2 separate regions of the Rattus norvegicus genome follow, and region 2 is linked to region 1. A link is a contact called in public Hi-C data. All regions are on one chromosome and are shown on one strand. Each heading gives the region's core, a stretch centred on a gene start, on an enhancer-like site or on the middle of the called end of the contact. The rest is flanking DNA. Distances are from core to core; before and after follow the strand shown. Region 1 holds the start of Gtf3a (general transcription factor III A). Region 2 has its middle 36 kb from the start of Gtf3a.

Region 1 (4,538 bases), core at 249-2,748:
AGGTTAGCTTGCTCCTTTGGGACACAGGCTTCCCCAGGAGACCCCTTCTCAAGTTTGATTTGACATGAGCCCAGATAGCCTGTCTGCGCATCTCTCTGCCATAATACCATTTTACCACCAAGGAGGAGAGGCAGAAGAAGGAGCAGGCTGTGTCTCATCACAGGTGACCTCTGTGTCTACAGTAAGAGAGATCAGGCACAAAGACAGGAAAATGTGTCACAGCTGAAAAAGCTCATAGGTGCAAAGGTAAACGAAGGAAACATCTCCCAGCCCTAACTGCGATCTCCAATTTGGCTCCCAGATGTGGGGGAGGGGATGCTGTCATGAAACCCACAGTAAAGCTACAGCATATCCCAACATCCAATTGGATATTTCCTAACTATGGGAATACTCTGAGATCCAAGACTTTCATCACAGTACTAGACTGCCAGTGGACAGGAAGACGTAAGTGAGCCGCACTGCTCAGCATAAAGTCAAAGAACCTTGTTCAGATCCAGTCCTACAGTAGGACCCGTACTAGTCAAATTATTGTCCAATCTGGAACAATAAACACAACTTCAAAGCCAGGTGTGGTGGTGCACGCCTTAAATACTAGCACTTAGGAGGCAGAGACAAGCGGACCTCTTGAGTTGGAGACCAGTCCGGCCTACAAAGTGAGTTCCAGAACAGCCAGGGCTACACAGAGAAACCCTGTCTCAATAATGATAATGATGACAAACCGTAACTTTAATTGTCCAACCAAAGAACAGCATTCTGGTCTAAAATGCAAGCTCTAACTCGGACACAGGGACAAAGAAAGGCCAAAATGTAGGAAGAGAATGTTCAAGGAGAAACGGGGGTAAAGTCACAAAGATGTTATGATGACAGTGGGTTGGCAAGTCTGCCAAGAGAAAGAAACCAAGGTGCATAAAACAAAATAGAGGAGCCAGGGGAAAGGGCCAAACAGGAAGGCTTTTCCTGTTCACTCTAACCCACATAGCCTTGGTACTTGACCAAAGCCCGCCTGCAATTGAAAGGGTGCACACTTGTTGCTTGCAAGAAACCCTGACGTCCTAGACCTCAGTCTTTGCTGAGCACCTGCCCCGGCCAAGTCCAGGACCCAACCTCTGCGCCAGGCTCCACCATGCACACCCGCGGCCAGGTTACCTCCCCCGTGTGCTTGCAGAGGTGCGCGTCTAGCTTCCAGGCTTTGTTGTAACTAGCGCTGCAGTCAGGAAAGGAGCAGATGAACCTGCTGGGGAGCGCGGGGCGCGGCGGGGCGGGGCCCACACAGGCCCGAACGAACGCGTCCGCGATGGTCAGGGACGACACCGCTTCCGCGACCGAGACCCGCGGCTCCAGGGCGACGCAACTGCGCCCGGGCCGAGGCGGGGCAGCCACGTGCTGTCCCCGGAACGCGGGACACAAGCTACCGGCGCCCAGAGACCCGACACTTCCGGGAACGCGGCCCGCAAAGGCGCCAGGTCCCGCCCATTAAACCCCATGCGCCAGGATTGCGCATGCCCTGAGAGGCTCGGTCGCGTAGCCTGGCCGCACATGCGCATCAAGGACTCTTCGACTGAGCCGGGCAGCCAGGCTCTGGTCTCCTGGTTCGTGTCTTAGGGAAACAGGAAGCGCTGCTTAAACGTCCCAAATATTAACCCGACATGACTTAAGGTGGCCTGTTCTTCACATTCCAGTTTTGCCCTCTGCATCCTGACACAAGCCTCAGAACGTAGTGGAACCCAAGCTTGTCTGCTCCTTCGAGTCACGTGGAAATTTTTCAAAATTCCAAAGCCCAGAACTTAACCCGGACCAATTAAACCTTAATTTCTGACGTCAGTTGTGTTGGTTGTTGTTTTGTCAACTTTCTCTTTGTGTCACTGAGTCCTTAGTGTTTGGGGGTATTTTTAGCTGTGGGATTTCCACTTTTCCCTCAGCCTGATTTAACCTCCATAATGGCAGAGACTGAAAAATAACCTCTGTGAATCCTTCCTTAAAAAGTGGTGTGCAGGGGTTGGGGATTTAGCTCAATGGTAGAGCGCTTGCCTAGCAAGCGTAAGGCCCTGGGTTCGGTCCCCAGCTCCGGAAAAAAAGAAAAGAAAAAAAAAGTGCTGTGCATCTATGAAGGGCTGAACCGGTCTTACTGTTAGTGGATGAAGATAACCATGGGAAATCTTTAAGCTTTTTTGGCTAATGGATATCTTTACTGCAGAAGGTTTGAATGTACTTAATTCCCTCGCGTCAAAGCAATTCAAATGAAAAAGGACTGAACAGAGGGCTACAGGGGTCTCAGCACTTGTTGACAGGTCATTGTTGTTGGGTTCGCATGCTTATGCCCCATGCGCATGTGCAGATTGCTGACTGTCTCTTTCTTCTTTCCGGTCCCTCTTCCCTTTCTCGCTTTCTTGTCCGCTCTACTCCATCAGCGGACACTCTTTTCCAGCTCCAGTCTTCTGTTTCTCCTTTTCTCTGAACATCAGCTTCTAGAAGATTCTGAGGTCCTTCCCCTGTGACTCTTGTTTTCCAAGGACTTTGGTCTCAGTCAAGCAGCCTGGACTTTACATAATTTTTTTCTCCTCTTAGTTAATAACCTTGGTTAGACAATATTTGGCTCAGCTAGGATTCAGGCTCTTTCCAGACCCAAACATACCAATCCCAGGGTTGGGGGTTGGGTTGGGGGATGGGGAGGAGGATTGTGAGTCTTAAGTGTCAAAGCTAAAGATGAACCCAGACAGAACTAGCTTTAATCCCACAATGGAGGCAGAAACAGGTGAATCTCTGAATTCAAAGCCAGCTTGGTCTACAGAATGAATTCCAGGACATCCAAGGCTACACAAAGAAACCCTGTCTCCTGTTTATTCCACCAAGACCTTCCAATTCAGCTGACATCTGTGATGTCATCAGATGGCACATATCGAAAACCCTTACCCTTTCAGCACACCACAGCCCATAATTGAGGAAGAAGTCCCTTTCAGAAGCAGGTCCTACCAGCTCTAACATTGTCTATGACTAGAAAGAGTCATAGTGATCACTTTTTTGAGCCAGCGCGGGAGAGGGAAAATATGATACTAAAGGAGGAGTGGTAATAGAGTGGATTGGAGAGAAAATTCTGAAATACTGAATGTATACAACGGGGCTGTTGTCATCAGCAAAGTCAGGTGTCTGGTCTCGAGAGGGTAGCTTGGAAAGGAGACGTTATATAAATGACCCGGTGTACTGGTGATTCAGCTACCCTGCTGTGAGTCAGAGGCGTGGGCTTCGGGGGTTCTGTGACCTGACTTGGCATCCTATCTCCTAATTGACCTGAGTCAATTAATTAATTTCTGTGAAATCCATGTTTTCTTTGAATAACTATTAGAATGTCTGTGGCCCACAGTGGTATGAAATGATCACTTCAGGTGAGCTGCTGTGTTTTAATTACTTAGCCCTATGTGAAGTGGTTCACATGACATCTTTCTTGCCTTCAGTGAAATTCTTGGCAGTGAACACTTTGGAAGTTCCTGTGTTGGGGAAGTCTATGTGGTAAAGGACTAAGGTGACCTCTGGCCAGCAGCCAGGTAAGACCCCAGACCCTAAAGCCCTAAAGGATCTTGTCTCAGTCAGTCCTTCAGGAAAACTCTAACCCTGGCCTGTGGTGGATTGCCCTAGGGCCTTTGCATTCTAATGTTAACTCTGCTTCCTCAAGAGCGGCTTCAGGTGAACCTTCTTCTCCCCATTCTAACTGGTCAAATAAAGGCTAGAGCCTGTGATTGGGCTGTGGAAGGGAAAGGTGGGGCTGGAGGTTTTAGAAAGTGGGGGGAAGAGAGGGAGAGAGGGGAAGAAGATGGAGGAAGATGAACAAAACCACGTGGCCCGGAGAAGCCACGAGTAGCAAGGGAATCTCATAGCTGGGGAAAAGAGTAGAGTAGTGGTAAATCTGCCCAGTCTAGGCGTGCAGCTTATAAATATTGTAAGTGAGTTGTGTGTTTTTGCATGGGCTTCCTGGGGTTGGAGATTTACCACCACACTGGCCCATTTCTCCATTGCAGCCTGGCAGAGACCCCAGATGAGCTGTGCCCAGACTCCTGACCTACAGAAATTGTGTGATTAAAAACTGCCGGTTGTGGGGCTGGGTGTGGTGATGAATGCCTTTAATCCTAGCACTTGGAAGGTGGAGACAGGTGGATCTCTAAGTTTGAGGCCAGCCTGGTCTACATAGCAAGCTACAGGATAGCCAAAGCTACAGAAAGAGACCCCCGTCTCAAAAACAAAATACCAAGCCAAATTCAAAAATTAAATGCATGTTGCATAGCAACAGCAAAAAAAAAAAAAATGTGTGTTGGTTTAGACCACCAAGTAAGGAACTTAGGGAATTTGCTACTTAGCACAACGAACATGAAGGTCCAAAGTTTTGTGCTTCCCGAAATAACTCGGGATCAGGTGGCACTGAGCTCTCACACAGGAGAGCAAGAGGGGCTTTCTGGGACCAGGGGAGACTGACACAGAATTCAGTCGACTATTGCTGGTTCTGTGTATCTGGGCATCATGTGTGCCAGAAGAGGGCGGCAGAGCCCCTG
Region 2 (4,738 bases), core at 414-2,913, 35 kb after region 1:
CACCTCTCTGAGGGTGTCATCTGCCTAAACATGTTCCCAGGGGTCCCAAATCTGTACCAACCAATCTCAAAAAAATAAATAAAATAATAAAATAAAATAAAAATAAGGGGCCGGAGAGAAAGGTCGCTTGGGAGGTTAACGGCACTGGCTACTCTTGTGGTGGTCCCAGATTTAATGCCCAGCACCTCCGTGGTGCTCACAACTATCTGTAAAACTCAAGGTACAGACCTGCAGGCAAAATACAAAATACTCACACAGGTAAGTAAATCCTTAAAAAAAAATTACCGCTGGGGATTTGGCTCAGTGGTAGAGCGCTTGCCTAGCAAGTGCAAGGCCATGGGTTCAGTCCCCAGCTCCGGAAAAAAAGAAAAAGAAAAAAAATTTACCTAGGTGGGGTGATGCATGCCTTTAAACTCAGCACTTGGGAGTCAGAGGCAGGTGGAGTTCTTTGAGTTCAAGGGCAACCTGGACTACGTAGTGAAATCTAGGACATCCAGGGCTATATAGAGAAATCCTGTCTCAAATCACACCAAACCAAACCAAATAGAAAAAGAAAGAAATCTAGAAAGGGTTGAATGGGAGGGGTTGGGTTTTGGATCTATAAGGGTCACACAAGGGGCTTGAGCATCTCTAAGGAAGGGATCCCCCAAACCCCCTAGCCTGATGCGGGGGGGGGGGGGGGGGGGGAGGACCACAGAGGGCCGGAAAACAGTTATTGGCCCCACAGCGCCACCCGCTGCTCACTATGGAGTAAAGAAAGCCCAGTGTGAAATCAAGGAGAGCGGTGGACCCTGAACCCCAGAGAATGAGGGGAAATTAAGCAAGGCCGTGTTAGTTTGTCTTGTGACGTGAGCACATAACGACACCTCAGGGGATTGGCTGCATCTATAAATGTCTGCCAACTGGGAGTCATCAGATAAAATGGGAGGTTTGAGACACATGTTGACTCACAGACCAGGCTCTCTCCAGAGGCTGGGCCTATGTGCTCTGTGTGTCGAGAGCTGACTGGACCAGAAAAGCCAAGTAGAAAGTGGCCTTCTCTTTAATGACCCTAGGAAATGGCACTTCTAGGCACCAGACTGTCTAGGGATGGGCTTGGAGATTGGGGTATAACAAGCCTACTGCTCACTGACTCAGACAGCCCCCCTGACTCCCCCCCCCCCCGCTCCCTCCCTCCAGCATTCCTTTACAGAGGAGACACAGGGGAGAGTCAAGGAAGGCTGTTTTAAGGTCTTCCTTGCCAAACCCACAAGAGCAGGTCAGTGATTTCCAGCACTCTTCAGAGTAGGTGGGGCACCTCGGTGACTGAGGGAGAGGAGCGTAGGTACCATGGATCTGTGCAGACAAAGCAAGCCTACAGAGTAGTCTATAATCCCAGCAGGCCTTATTCAGCCAATTCCACTCACCTCGCTGTCTGACATCTACATGTCAGGGCTGGGGAGGACTAAGGATGCTCGGTTTCCAGCTCAACGCCTGTCGGGGACTTTGCCGGTGGAACCAAATAATAAACATGGAGTGCTGAACCCTTGAGCTGCTCAAATGTAAGAAGACTGAGAGACACAAACACCCCCGTATGGGTGAAGACACGGTGTGTGGGATCAGGTGACCCTGAACAGCCTAGGGTGGTTGCTGGCTCAGCTTCTCCGGATCAGGAACTGTGTGTCCCTGCCTGTCAAAGTCCATGTCACATCCGAGTAGGGTACAGGCAAACATCCCAAGCCACCAGTTGCCTGTCCGGAAGGATCCCTCATAATGAAACCAGCCCCATAACAGGGCAAGCAGGGGGTTGGGGATTTAGCTCAGTGGTAGAGCGCTTGCCTAGCAAGCGCAAGGCCCTGGGTTTGGTCCCCAGCTCTGTAAAAAAAAGAAAAAAACAAAACAAAACAAAACAAAACAAAAAAAAAAACAGGGCAAGCGGAAGGCTGATGGTTCTTGACTTGCAGTGGTCCACTTGAGAGTGGCTTCACCCAAAGACACGAAAGCCAGATCCTTTCAGTAGAAATGGGTAGTTGGAAGTTTTGAATGTGGCTTCGTCTCCCAGGCCAGTGACATGCAATCTGATGCTCTTTGATGATGCTGGCGGGGAGCAGTGATCTCAGCTCCTAGTGTACCCTGCAGTTGATCACGTTGGGCCCCAGCCACATGCTACAGCACGGTGTGTGTAGCATGTACAGGGTTTCCCACTCAGGGTGTGTCAACGTGGTACATTTTTACTGAGGCACAACCTGGTCATTACTTATGAAACAGTTGGCAGTGGTGGCCCATGCCTTTAAACCCAGCACTTGGGAGGCAGAGGGAGGTGGATTTCTGTGCATTTGAGGCCAGCCTGGTCTACAGATGGAGTTCCAGGACAGTCAGGGATACACGGAGAGACTGTGTCTTGATTTCCCCCACCAAAGATGCTAATGGCTGCCAATTCTCAGTCCCTTAAGCTCATTAGCTGGATTATCCTTCCTAATACATTCCTTATCTCCTTTCTTTTTTTTTTTTTTTTTTTTTTTGGTTCTTTTTTTCTTTTTTTCGGAGCTGGGGACCGAACCCAGGGCCTTGCGCTTCCTAGGTAAGCGCTCTACCACTGAGCTAAATCCCCAGCCCCCCTTATCTCCTTTCTATATGTAGCTAGGACACTTAGATGCTGCATACAGCTTAAACCTCTTGGAGGGGACCCAGGACACCAGTCCCACCAGCCCTCCTGCTAACGCTTGTTCAAAGCAGTCTGCTCCATTTATTTCTATGGCGGACAAGAAGGTAGGGTGCCTTAGTGGAATAAGAACCAAGCAGCCATGTAACACTTGGGCAGCGGGCACCCTTTTCGAGATCTTTCCTTTTGCTTTCTGTTAACATCTTTGCACATTTCCCTACAAACATCTCGTCTCTGGATTCTTTCAGTTTTGTTTTGTTTTTTTAACTTATTTCTCTCGAGAGCTCATGAACCAAGGGAACAGTCTGCCTGCGGTGGGGAAAAGAGTGGACCACTTCCGGCTGCCTGCTGCACCCGCTCCGCAGCCAAGAGACACAGTGGCTGGTTCAGGGCGGTCTGTTTGCTGACTGCAAACAAGGGCCCTGCTGGGGACGTCAGGGGAGCAGCTGCTGGGTGTCCAGCGAAGCTCCAGTGTGGTTTGTAAAGTAAACGGACTCTAATTTGGACAAATACGGCTGGGGCCTGGAACCCGGGACAGATAAAGCTGCAAGGAAGTGTTGACCCGGAGGGACAATGTTTCCAGACCAATGGGAAGCAGGAGTGGCCCAGGAATGTGGTGCTTTGCCTGAACTGCCGAGAGCTACTGTCTGCTCACAGCAGAGAGCGCTATAGCCCACAGCCATCAGACACCTTAGGTATTAAACAGGACATTTATAGGAGAATTGAGAGGGGGCATGCACCATGGAAGCATTAAGTGTCTGTTTACAGTTATATCACCTTGTAGGGAGCAAGTTCACTTAAGTTTGAGGTTTAACATGCCTACCCTAGAGCTCTGGCTGTCATGGGAACATCAATTAGACATTAAATTTTTCCTTTATAGTCTGTGTGCATGTGCGTGCGTGTGTGCGTGCGCGTGTGTGCGCGCGCGCGTGTGTGCGCGCGTGTGTGTGTGTGTGCGCGCGCGCGTGTGTGTGTGCATGCGTGCGTGCGTGTGTAGAGTTCTCAAAAGGGAATGAAATTTTGTAGGAAAAAGGCAGAGTGGCTGGCCCAGAGCGCTCACTAGATGGTAGCTGATGATGTCTCATTTATAAATATTCACTCAACAAACGCAGCGCTTGTAGCAGAGTCCTACTTCCCTAGTTCAGCCACAGTTTTCTCTGCAGCACTGCTCCCTGTGGAAAACCTTTGTCAGGCTCTGGGATGAGCAGGGTGGCTGAACAGGTCCCCCTACTGAGGAAGAACGGAGTCCATGCATCAAGAGGAATTCCATGAAGTTACTGGGGTGTCTCATAGCTTCCAGGACAGGTCCCTACATCAGGGATTGGCATTGAAGTCAGGACTCTCCAGGACAGGAGGCATCAGAGGCCTGTGGCGGGTGAGCTGTGCTGGGCAGCAGGAAGGGTCACTGAAAAGGCTCTGGGAGGTTGGCTGGCCCTAGGGAGGCTCATTTCTTTCCTAGCAAACCGCAGAGGCGGCCCTAAGGGCTGAGTCTCCATGGTAACACTGTCGTTGGGCTTACACTGCTTGCCTATTGGTGTATCCCCCTGCCCCCAAATTTACCCTTCTCCATGGCCAGCCTGGTGTCTTGCCTGGCTGCAACTAAGGAACTGATCTCAATCTCAATCCGTGATCTATGCCACAGGTCTGCCCAGTGCCCCCTGTGGGATAACTATAAAGTTCTGACAAGCCCGAGCTCTGCCAGGCACCCTGGTAAACAAGTCCCAGTACTGGAGTGGAATAGAGGAGCCTGAGGCTGGCAGAGGAGGCACAATTTGTAGCTGAGGAAACAAAATGTTTTTAAGATGGTTGATGATGACAGTGGCCCAAGGACACAGATTTGCCCGGTGTCTTTAAAAGTGGTCACGTCGGGCCTGGCACCCTGGACCTGTAACTCCAGTTACTCAAACACTGAAGAAGGAGGAACACAAGTTCTATGCCAGTTTTCTTCTCAAAAATAAAAGATGAAAAAAAGAGTTGTGACTGTAACTTGGGAGAGAGTCACCTGACATACACAAAGGTCTGGGCGGAACCCCCAGTGACATACTTGCACACTCGCACACACACATACATACATGCTCATGCAATGCACACACATAT

Evidence for each region. A called contact is a pair of places that touch in the nucleus more often than the background predicts.
Region 2: a contact with region 1 is called in a Hi-C map of liver, with 2.6 times the contacts expected there. The contact joins the enhancer-like site here to the promoter of Gtf3a in region 1. A contact is called at or near these places in 3 of 12 Hi-C or Micro-C datasets (kidney and liver).

The regions. Positions count from the first base shown.
Region 1 is chr12:13,257,089-13,261,626 of GRCr8, forward strand. It overlaps Gtf3a (general transcription factor III A), which reads right to left and starts at 1,499. Exons shown (of 9, transcript NM_001113570.1): 1 at 1,147-1,499. The coding sequence starts at 1,341.
Region 2 is chr12:13,292,243-13,296,980 of GRCr8, forward strand. No RefSeq gene overlaps it. Among named protein-coding and RNA genes, the nearest start is that of Gtf3a, 36 kb to the left of the region's middle. Within about 2 kb of position 1,664, at least 8 of the 93 cell types and tissues checked have an H3K27ac peak or open chromatin away from gene starts, as enhancers often do. A contact at or near this core is called in liver, where this site is marked.